2 separate regions of the Mus musculus genome follow, and region 2 is linked to region 1. A link is a contact called in public Hi-C data. All regions are on one chromosome and are shown on one strand. Each heading gives the region's core, a stretch centred on a gene start, on an enhancer-like site or on the middle of the called end of the contact. The rest is flanking DNA. Distances are from core to core; before and after follow the strand shown.

Evidence for each region. A called contact is a pair of places that touch in the nucleus more often than the background predicts.
Region 2: a contact with region 1 is called in a Hi-C map of uterus, with 3 times the contacts expected there. The contact joins two enhancer-like sites. A contact is called at or near these places in 3 of 484 Hi-C or Micro-C datasets (liver, nephron progenitors and uterus), 2 of 115 datasets of contacts at active chromatin or transcription factors (heart atrium and kidney) and 1 of 9 other capture datasets (pancreatic islet).

The regions. Positions count from the first base shown.
Region 1 is chr4:95,275,923-95,280,974 of GRCm38.p6, forward strand. No RefSeq gene overlaps it. Among named protein-coding and RNA genes, the nearest start is that of Gm32240, 71 kb to the left of the region's middle. Within about 2 kb of position 2,994, at least 100 of the 459 cell types and tissues checked have an H3K27ac peak or open chromatin away from gene starts, as enhancers often do. A contact at or near this core is called in uterus, where this site is marked.
Region 2 is chr4:95,741,437-95,746,763 of GRCm38.p6, forward strand. All of the region lies in intron 7 of Fggy (FGGY carbohydrate kinase domain containing), which reads left to right. Among named protein-coding and RNA genes, the nearest start is that of Fggy, 190 kb to the left of the region's middle. Within about 2 kb of position 1,670, at least 30 of the 459 cell types and tissues checked have an H3K27ac peak or open chromatin away from gene starts, as enhancers often do. A contact at or near this core is called in uterus, where this site is marked.

The DNA.
Region 1 (5,052 bases), core at 1,744-4,243:
CAAAGTTCTGTTGCTAGATCCCTGTAGGAAGTACTTCCATTCTCCTGAGTCTAATCCATGGTGCCTTGAACTAGGCACTAGAGGGAAGGATTACCAAGGATCAAACACTAATGAGACCACTGATTCAGAAGGTTGGATAATAAGGAAGAAACAGGTGGAGGTAGCGTTTTCAGTCACCAAGGAAACAAGTGAAGAGAGTGGCTAGCCAAACAGAGCCTTATTTCCACTCTTGGTAAAGTAATCTGACAAGCCATTTTCAGGAGGAAAGAAAGTTTGGATGACTAAAAAGTATCCCCCAAATTGATTGGGCCCTGAACTCTGAAACCTATAGCTATCACATAACAGGGAGGAAGATGTGATTAAATGTTGGCTCCTAAGTTGGGAACATTATCTTGGGTTACCCAGATGTACCCAAACACAATCCCATTGTTCTCCTCAGACAGAGCCAGAGGGACACTCAGCCCAGACAGAAGAGAAAGCAACATGTGGCTGGCAGCCCGTGTTAGAGGAAGCAGGAAGCACACTTGGAGGGAAGACAATAGCAGCTGATGGTACAGCTGATGGGAGATGAAGGAACAACATGAGTAAGAGATGCTGGGAAGGGGCTGGACGTGGGTCTCCTGTGACTTCTGCAGCTGCCACGGCTTCCAGTTCAGTCACCCACACTGGTTTAGGTGAGTTGGACTCTATTAAAGAGTAATGAAATGTGTGGTATTGGAAACGTCTGCGTGTGTAGTCATTTGTCATAACATAAATGGAAAACTAAGATACACAGTGAGGGAAGACGCAGACAACATAACTAAGGATGAGGCACACAACTCTTATAGACACATGAAATCATCAAATGTTGGTCCCCACACTTCTATAGCTCTCTCTGGGTAAATACTTCCCCTCTGAGTTAGAATTTCTTCATCTGGAAATAAAGCTAATAAATGTTTAATGTATAGATGCTCAATAAAAGGCAGTAGTCTTCATTTCTTTGTCATTTTCCTACTCTGTTGCCGGCATTTGCTGATTTCTAGTATATACTTTGTGGTCTCAGTCAGTGTTTGATTCCATTCCATGGAAATAAAAGGAATGTTGTACATACTGCCCAAGAGTTTTCCTGCAAGTTAAGGCTTCCCCCTTTACTATAAGAATATGTATATAAATAAAGACTTATTTTATTCTTAAAAAAGGGCAGTAGTCACTACATGACTATTGAAAAGGAATGATAAATTCTGGCAGCTATGCAGTGGGGACAAGTTATAGCCAGGCTTTCACCAACCCCTAGTACCGACTGCTGGTGTGGCTGACCAATGCTGTTCAATAGGGATCCCTGTTGCTCACATCATAGGGTGACGCAGGAGTCAAAAGATAGAGACATGAGGCTGGGGTCATGGCTCAAACAGTGAAGTGGCTGCTGTGAAACATGAGGACATCTTCCCCAGAATCCCCCCTCCAAAGAAAAGGTGGGAACAACGTCTATCTGTAACTTCACCATGGAGGATTGGAGGAGGTGGTGAGGGGCACGTGGAGACAAGTATACTCCTAGCCTTCACACCCAAATCTGTGAGCTCTAGGTTCAGTGAGACACACTATCTTCAATAAGTAGTTCAAGAACAATCATGGAAGGTTCTGGATTTTATACTGACACAAACACATGCATGTACAAGTGCACATACTTCCATGAACAATGCAGAAACCACACATACAAACATATAGATGATTTAAGTTTGTTTCATTCACAAGAAACGTAGAAATCTGTTTGGATGGCATCTGATTTAGTACAAAATCTAGTCATTTTAAGTTTTAAAACCACAAATATATTCTCTATCATCTGTAGAGACCACAGACCCCGACATATAAAAACTGACCTTTAATAGCAAGATAGCTTTCCTTTTCTGGGGGGTGAGGTGACCTTTCCACACACTTGCCCCTCCCTAATTCAGTTCTCTAAACTCTGAAATGGAGTTGCCACCTTCCTTCTCACCACATTGAATTAGCATATGTAAAGGGCTTGGCATGGGGAATTGGTGGTCCAGTAATCGGTAACTAGCAGTGAATAATTTGTTATTGTGGTTACTCACCTCTTAATTCACTTGAGTGACATGTCACTTTCCATGTTTCCAAACCACTTAAGTTCTGTAGACAGGGCTTTGGCTTTGGCTATTGAAACAACAGAATTTAGTGGCTAATAGAAAGTGGACGTTTACCTGAGTCCTACCGTCCCCGACTCATCAGGTTTGTGCTGCAAGCAATGAACCACAGCTTCCTGTCTTACGAGGGTACAAAATGGTGTTTAATCGTACTGAGCCGGTATGCAGATTATGCAAAGTGTAGATGTCTTTATGTGACTCAGAGTGAAGTAGGGGTCAATGGAGTAAAATCACTCAATGGAGTAAGTTCACACTCCTTTAAAAAAAACAGAAAATAAAGCATACAGGTCTGAGGCAGGGACATCACTAAACCGGTTGCCAGCATGAAGCCTTGCCTGCTCCTGGTGCTTGCTCTATGTGTCTTGCAGCTCAGGGCTCAGTGCTGTTAGTGGAGCAAGTTCTCAGTAAACAATACAAGGCCACTCTGTCCAGAAACCTGAGGTGTGAGCTGAGAAAAATCCCTCAGCTCAGAAGTCAGTGGTGACCTTTCCACTGAGACTGTTTACCGAAGCCAGCAGTCTGGGATGGAAGCGTGGGCTCCCCTTCTGAGCACACAGGGTGGGAATTCCCTCCAGAGCCCTGACCGTGCCCCCCTGCCTCGTGGGGGTTTCTGTTAGGCTGAAACTACCCTGCAGAAAGAAGGCAGCTGAAGAAGGGGGAACTCGGGCCTTCTGAAAGAACTTTTCCCCACTTCTTTCTGAAAACTGAACAACCCTCAGAAGAGCCAAATGTTTTCTGACTGGGCGAGCGCACAAGGAACACGCAGGGCATTCTGACTTTGGGATGCTGTGATCCAGGGCTGCAGAACCGGAGCAGAGCAGGTTCTCAGGCCGCCTGGGACAGCTGGAATGCAGCGTTGTTTCCTCTGAATTTATTGGCTTACTCCTCCTTCCCTACCGCCTCAGCCTTGATTTATGATTGTGCAGGCTCGGTGGCTTTGCTCCAACGTTATTTCTTTCTTCAGAAATAAACAAGGAGTTTTACAGCTTCATAACCGCCCCTAAGTTTGTTTGTTCTTCCCTCTGCGCAGCGTGGGCCATGTTTGGTCCCTGGGAAAGTCGTTTCTCTAATTATTTTCACATTTCAACAACTTTTGTTTCTTCTTCTTTCTTGGAGATTTAAAAAAAATGCTAATAGTACATTTGCTTTGGGTTAAATGATACCTTAAACATTTTCCCTGGCACTCACTGGGAGCCTGGGTGACTTAGGGAGTCCTGCTGTCTTTGCTTATAGGGCAATGTGCAGAAGAAAATCTGAAAACCCTGAAACTTCTTCTGGTATGCTGTTCCAGCCGTGTTCTCTCACTCAGTGGCTGGTTATTCTCCCAAACATACTCTATACTCTTCCATGCTCTGGACATCCCCTCCCACTCCTTGACTCTGGCTGCTCTATGCCCTTCTCCAGCTGGCAAACATCTGCTTAACCTTCAAGGCGCAGTTCATACACAAGCATCTTTCTGAGGCCTTCCCAAACTCTACTAACTGTGTGTCATATCCCTGTCCATGTTCTGGAAGGACCTTGCTTACATCTTTTTAGTCTTCTTCCCGACATTCATTCTAGCCTCCAACATCACACCTGTCATATCCGATCTATAAAGGTCAGATCTGAATTTGTTCCCTTCTACCTAGCAGGGTCTGGCCTGTGGGAAGGACTGGGTGGGATTGGACATGGGAGACAATATTGAAGTGATTTTAAGGGAAACCCATTCCATTCTGGTAACTATTGGAGGTGGTGAGGGTAAAAATGGCCTCCTGCATCACTTGGGAGACCATGAATAGAGATTTAACACACATGTAGGAGTGCCCAAGACTAACCTGAATGGGGTAGGAGCTTCAAATGTGGTCAGTTTGGAGTCTCCCTTTCAGAACAGGAGATTCTTGGATACTTCATAACTTCATGCGCCTTGTGTTACATGAAACCCCCTGCTATCAGGCACCTTTGCCATATTGGACCTACCTGGCCCAATGCCTGAACTTGGCATGCTTCTTCCACTATTTGGAATTGAACGGATGCTCATTTTAGGGTGTGCCTGCTCCACCTCTGGCATTTCCCTCACCTGGATTCTGTTGAGTCTGAGGAAGTTTCAGTATGCCTTGAAGATAACCCCACCTTTACCTGCTGGCACGTTTTGTTCAGAAATAGGCAAAGAGGGTGTGAGGCAGTATTCCCTCTTTTAAAACTCCCATGAGATAGTAATGATTCTAGAACCCAAGAGCTCTAGATGCAAAACCTTATTCTTTTATTCAAATCTCTTCTCCATAAATGTATGCCTGCCATGGGTTATGGAGGCCCTAAAGATCCAAAGGTGTCTTCAGTGACATTGTTGTTCTACAGACAATTTTAGAATCAGTGCAGGAAGTAAGTGTGAGAGAAAACTAAAGGGCAGGCACAAGGAGAGTCTGAATCCCAGTGTGGTCCAGGGCTGTTCTCTGTTTCAACTCTTTGCTTGTACAATGGGGTTCATCTTCCATGTTCTGTTTGCAGTGCAGTGGTGTGAGTGCCTATTCCACAGTTCAAGGCTTGGGTTGATAGTATAAACTTATTGTGATATCAAGAAGATGGTCAATAAATGTCGCCTTAATAAATGACAAGAGATGAATAGTTTCTGCTCTTAGCCTGTTTGGGGAAGGACAAGACCACCTACTGTGCTTTACCTATGTCATACCATGTACATGTGACCACTGTGGTCTTAGTTAAGGTTTCTATTGCTGTGATGAAACACCATGAACACAAGCAACTTGGGGAAGAAAGGGTTTATTTCGCTTCTACTTCCAGGGAACAGTTCACCATCCAAGGTTATTAGGGTAAGAAGTCAAATAGAGCAAGAACCTGGAGACAGGAGCTGTTACAGAGGCCATGGGTGGGTTCTGATTACTGTCTTGCTGTTCATGGCTTGCTCAGCCTGTTTTCTTAG
Region 2 (5,327 bases), core at 420-2,919, 460 kb after region 1:
ACACTTGTCTGTGGCTACTACTTGCTTCAGGGAAGAGGGCCTTGTAGTGGGGAGCCACAGGCATTGCGGTTTCCTTGTCAGTGTCCCTGGTCTCTCTAAGGACGTGTCAAAACACACCTTCTTATTTCTGCCCAGGACACTCTGTACTGTCCGAGAGGAGAAACTCCTAGATGGCCCCAATTTATTGCCTAAATGCAGAGCTCACTGACACAAATTTTACCTCCAGAATCTTTGGCCTATGTCTTTTTTGCTAAAGTTCTCTCACGTTCATTAATCAGTACATATGGAAAGTGAGTTTGTGAAGTTCAAAGATAAGAGTAAAGTCCTAGGTTCTTAAAGGACAGAACTCGGGTCTGTGCTGACTGGAGAGGTTGACTGAAGGGATTCTCATTACTGACAATTCTGGACAACTTTTATCCTTATACCTTCTTTTCCCGTCTCTTGTCCCATCATCACCTTGCAGCCAGCTCAGGATTAGAGTATCTGGGAAGGTAGAGAGGCCCAGATGCAAAACTTGCACTCATTATCCACCTGTCATGTTGGGTTGCAGAGGAAAGCAAAAGCCTGAGAGACCTGAGAAGACCATTTGACCATAGATACAATAAAGATAACAATCCAACATGTGCAGACCTGTCTGTTCTGGGTGTGGACCTGGAGATGATCAGCAGTGAGCAAACACACAAGTGTGAGAGATTTGTCTTGTTCCTTCCTGCTTTGTGTTTATGTAGCTTCATAGTATTGATTTGAGATAGCAGGTTTCTGACCAGAGTAAATTCTTGTTCTACCTACAAATGGGCTACCTCTTAAACTTTTATTCTTTGATGGAAAAGATTATCAATGGCTCATCTCTTTTTTCTGTGAAAACTGATGATATATACATTACACATACACACACGCACACATGCACACATACATACATACGCCCCTTAAAGGAAGTTGTTGGTATACTGGTCTGCCACATACTAGGCACCCAATAATGAAGCCTTTCTTTTTGGTTTTCTCACCCCAGAATCTAAATACCTATTAGAAAGGGAAGACCTTAGTGGATGAATGCCTTTCATTTGTGGATGAAAGACATTCACCCACAATTTTTTTTACGTAATTTGTTTATGAAGTTCCCTCCCAGGTGTGAAATATCTCTCAACAGAACTTCCACTTCCTGTCCGGGAGATAGTCAGGCAGAAAAGAAGAATCTAAAGATGCAACTCGCTCTGTCTCCCCAGGTGCCCTGGTTTTGTCTTTCTCGTGTCCTCTAAGAGAATGTGGAATTCAGTACTCTCAGTTGTATAGGTTTCCAGAAACAGCCATAAGTACTGGTTGGATGAATTTAGTGCTGAGACCCCCAAATGTCAATATAAGAGCCTAACTTTGTAATGGGATGCCATGCAGGCCTCTCACAAAGCTGCCTTGACAACCATGGGCTGTCATATGCTTGCCTGACCTGACCAGCTATGGACCCCATATTCTGACCAGGAGGAGGGGTCAACTCTCAGCAGAAATATCCCATAGACTCTCATTCCCAAAGACAGCCTGGGAGGGGAAGATAAAGATCAAAGAGCAACACAGCTCAATTCATGTGTTTTCCAGCTCTGGAAAGAGAGGAGGAAGGACTTTGTGGGAATGAAAAAAAAATCAAAGATAAAAGAACATTTTGTTCTGAAAGGACTGGTTAGAGAGTTCTCCGGCAGACAGGCAGCAGATAGGAGGGGTTTTGTTTGCACTTTGTGGGGGTGGTTCGGCCAGGACTCCTGCTGCTGGTATTTTTCTAGCTTGTAAAAATAGCATTAACTTTGTTCCAGGTCTGTTCTTGGCTCCAGCGCCCCAACTGTCCTGAAAGAAAATAACAACTTCATTTCTCTCTCAGGCCCCACTCCTTTCAGTGGGTCCTGCCTATCACACAGACTTCTGACTCTCCATCGAAGCTTGAAGATGCTGCCATCTTCTTATAGAAACCTTCCCTGGCTCCCTGACTCTCTTTCTTTTGTCTGTGTTCTTGTTGTTATGTTTGCTGGTTTGTATGTCAGTATCATCTTATTTACTCATGTGTAGGTTCTTATAGCACAGTCATTTCATCCTGAGTAGCTGGTGTCACAGTTAGTGACTGGGTGAATGAAAGAATGGCATTCCCTTACCAGTGGACACTCACTTCAGCTGAGGCCGCTGTCCTTTCATACTAGCTGTACTTGGTTCAGTACTTCAGGAAGAAGCATTGGGTCCCAGCAATTCTTCATCTACACCTAAATGTATCAGAATCTCCATAATTTCTGGTTACGCTCATATTAACATGCTCTGGTCAAAATCATACATTTTTGCTAGGTTGAACACAGGTCTTTGATTCTCAACATTGGATTTTCTGTCAGATGTTGCATTCGCTTAAACTGCTCTTCTGAGTTGTGTTGAAACAAAATAAGGATTTTGCATTTTCTTGTTTGTTTGTTTGTTTGTTTGTTTTTCTAATGGCAGAGGAATTTATTTAGCCAGTCTTAGGGAAAGAACTTCTGGTTCTTGCCTTGCTAGGACAAATCACAGTTGTTTTAGTGACAAACCATGCCAGTTACTATCTCACCATTTTCTGTATTCTGGGAGAGAGGGTGGGGAAGCAGCAGGTTTCAATAATGTGATTTGGGGAGTGTTTACTTATAATTATTATACACAGATGTGTATAAGATGAGGTGATTTTATAGCAAGCATTGTTATTAGCAATGGTCTGTTACATTTCTAAACTTTAGACTGGAGAAGCACATTTCTGCCCAGTTACTCCTCAGAGCAACTTTGTAGTTGAACAGAGCAGATGTGCCACCCCTTATTTGGCCATGGGAGCACCTGAGTCTCAGAGTTGAGTTATGAACAGACGTGACTTGTAATCTCACATGAAGTTCAGAAAACAGCTCTGCACATCCTGCTCTCCCCCTGCATTTGTCAAGTGAGGCAACACTGGCTGGTATTCTGAGTTTGTCAGAAACTACGCGGTGAGGTGGAGGCCTGTGAGTAAGCCTGTCTAGTCAGATCCCATAGCTCATACTTATCACTGAGTGATATAGAATGAGGGCCCGATGACTTTGTGGCTCTTCTACTTTTGAATTTGTCCCCTAGATTATCTACCTAAGTAACAGATCTTGAGAAAAGCCTTCCAGTGAGTATCCACTGATAAGCAGCTTTCTGAGCTGGTGGAGACGGGAGGTGAATGTGAGGGAGCAGAAGAGTTTTGGGAAATTGCAGCCTAGTGCACTGGCAAGTAAGTGCTATAATTACAGTTATTTGTGCTAAGTGTGGAAGGCTTTGGTAAAACATGAAATGCTCTCAAAATTGAGACAGGAAATTACAGAAGGATCCCTGGACAAGTGATAGCTTGAACTGCACTCCCAGCAGGCCATGCCATTATCACGACGTGGGAAGTAGAATGCATTTGTTCATTCACTTTTAAACTTTAGTTATGCTTTTTCTAGTAATACACCAATAATATTGGCATCTTCGATAAGAACCACCATACATGGCCATTTCCTACCCATCTTCTAAGGCTCCAGGGCTCTGCCTGTTGCTTCACATACTTTTCACCTGTTTACAGCAATTCTATTAGGTAAAGATTAGTTCCCATGTTGTAAGGCACAAAGCAAGACTTCGAAAATCACATAACTAGTATCTTCCCGAGCTTTGTACTTGAGATTGAGTCCGTGGTTCACATTATTTTCTCTAGGATACTTGATCTTAAATGGGGGCTGACTTTAGGCACCCATGGTCCACCTAGTAGGATCTGGAAATACCCAAGGAGGCAGAATGATCACTAGTCTGTAGCAAATTGAAACCATAGATGTTACCAGCCACAGTGCAACCCACACAGTGCAGTCTCTCCCAGCTGTAGAGTTCACCAGCACTGTGTCTAAGAAGCCTTGCTCTGTCTCCAAGTATCCACAAGGATAATGTGTCCCATTATCAGTTCAGCTTATTTCTCTAAGTAAGCCAAAAAAAAAAAATGGTTTTACTAATGTTGTTGGGTTTGGGGTGGAAGCCTAGAAAATTCACTTCAGATATGGAAGCTTCAAAATAAAAATAAATAAAAAAATAAAAGCTTTATTTTCTGAATGCTCAGGGAGGCAGCCAGTTAGGGATATGAATGGCATCCTCAAAGGAAGATTTATAACATTTGTATGAGATAGAAACACAAAGCAAGGGGGATGGAGTGGGCTATTGCACTAACTGACCATAATGGAGGAAATTAACCTTGGTGACTGACAGTTCCTCGTCCAGGTCACTTGGTTTCAGGGTCCTTGATTGCTTACCTGGTTTCAGGGTCCTTGATTGGTCACTTGGTTTCAGGGTCCTTGATTCAGTTTTTGCAGCCAGGTCCCCCCCTAGTGTCTGGCTGCAATTGTTTAATGATAAGGAAACAAAGCAAGATGCAAGTATAGTCAATTAAGTCAAGACAAATAGCACAATGAAGACTTGTGTGTCTTAGTTTAGCTAACGGGATAGCAGCATCTTCCCTCTTGATAGCCTTTACTGGTTACCAGGCAAACACAAACCATCTGAAGAATTAGCAGAGGAGTTGGATTCTGGGAACATGAACTCAGTTTTGATCCTGCCAGAGGGGTTGGAACTTGTTCCTGAGATGCCTAAAGTCAGGAAACTACTTCTTACCAATGTAGTACTTTTTAAAGTAATATTCTGAGACATAAACTCCTCAGAAAAAGTAGCGGGGTGATAAAGGAAAACAGAAGTGGAGATTGAGGGTTCAGGGCCAGCCTGGTTTCTGTAGCGGCGGCTCTTTTGACATGAAGCTTCAGGGAAAGCCAGTCTTCTTCCCATGCACATGTGCTTTCTGCTTCTTTCCTTTACACCCAGGCTTCACTGCGCAGGGCACCTCCTTCTCCCCTCCCAGACAGCCCCACTCAGTCATCAGCACACAGTCAGGCTGTTAGCGCCACTATAACGTCTCCAAATCTCACTCTTCCAAGAGTATTAGTTGTCCTCTCTGGTATGTTTCTTCTGTACATATTCTACCTATTTCAGCTTTCCTTTGTACGCCTCTCATCCAGCACAAATCCATTGACATAACAACTATGAAAGGATTCTGTGGACTTACGAGTAGGGATTGCTGAATCCAGGAAGCAGGACATTGAAAAATACAGATTTGAAATCTTCATGATGAAGATGGGAATCTGGCTTTGTGTTTACAAGATGTCACCTGGAACCCAGAGGAGCACCCTGGAATACAGGGACACCCTAGCACTGAGGACATGGGTTCACAGCGATACTGATGTTCAACTGAGAGGTAGGCAGATGAGACCAGAACTGAGAGTTTCTTTGAATGAGCCAGGTCTAGACCCAGA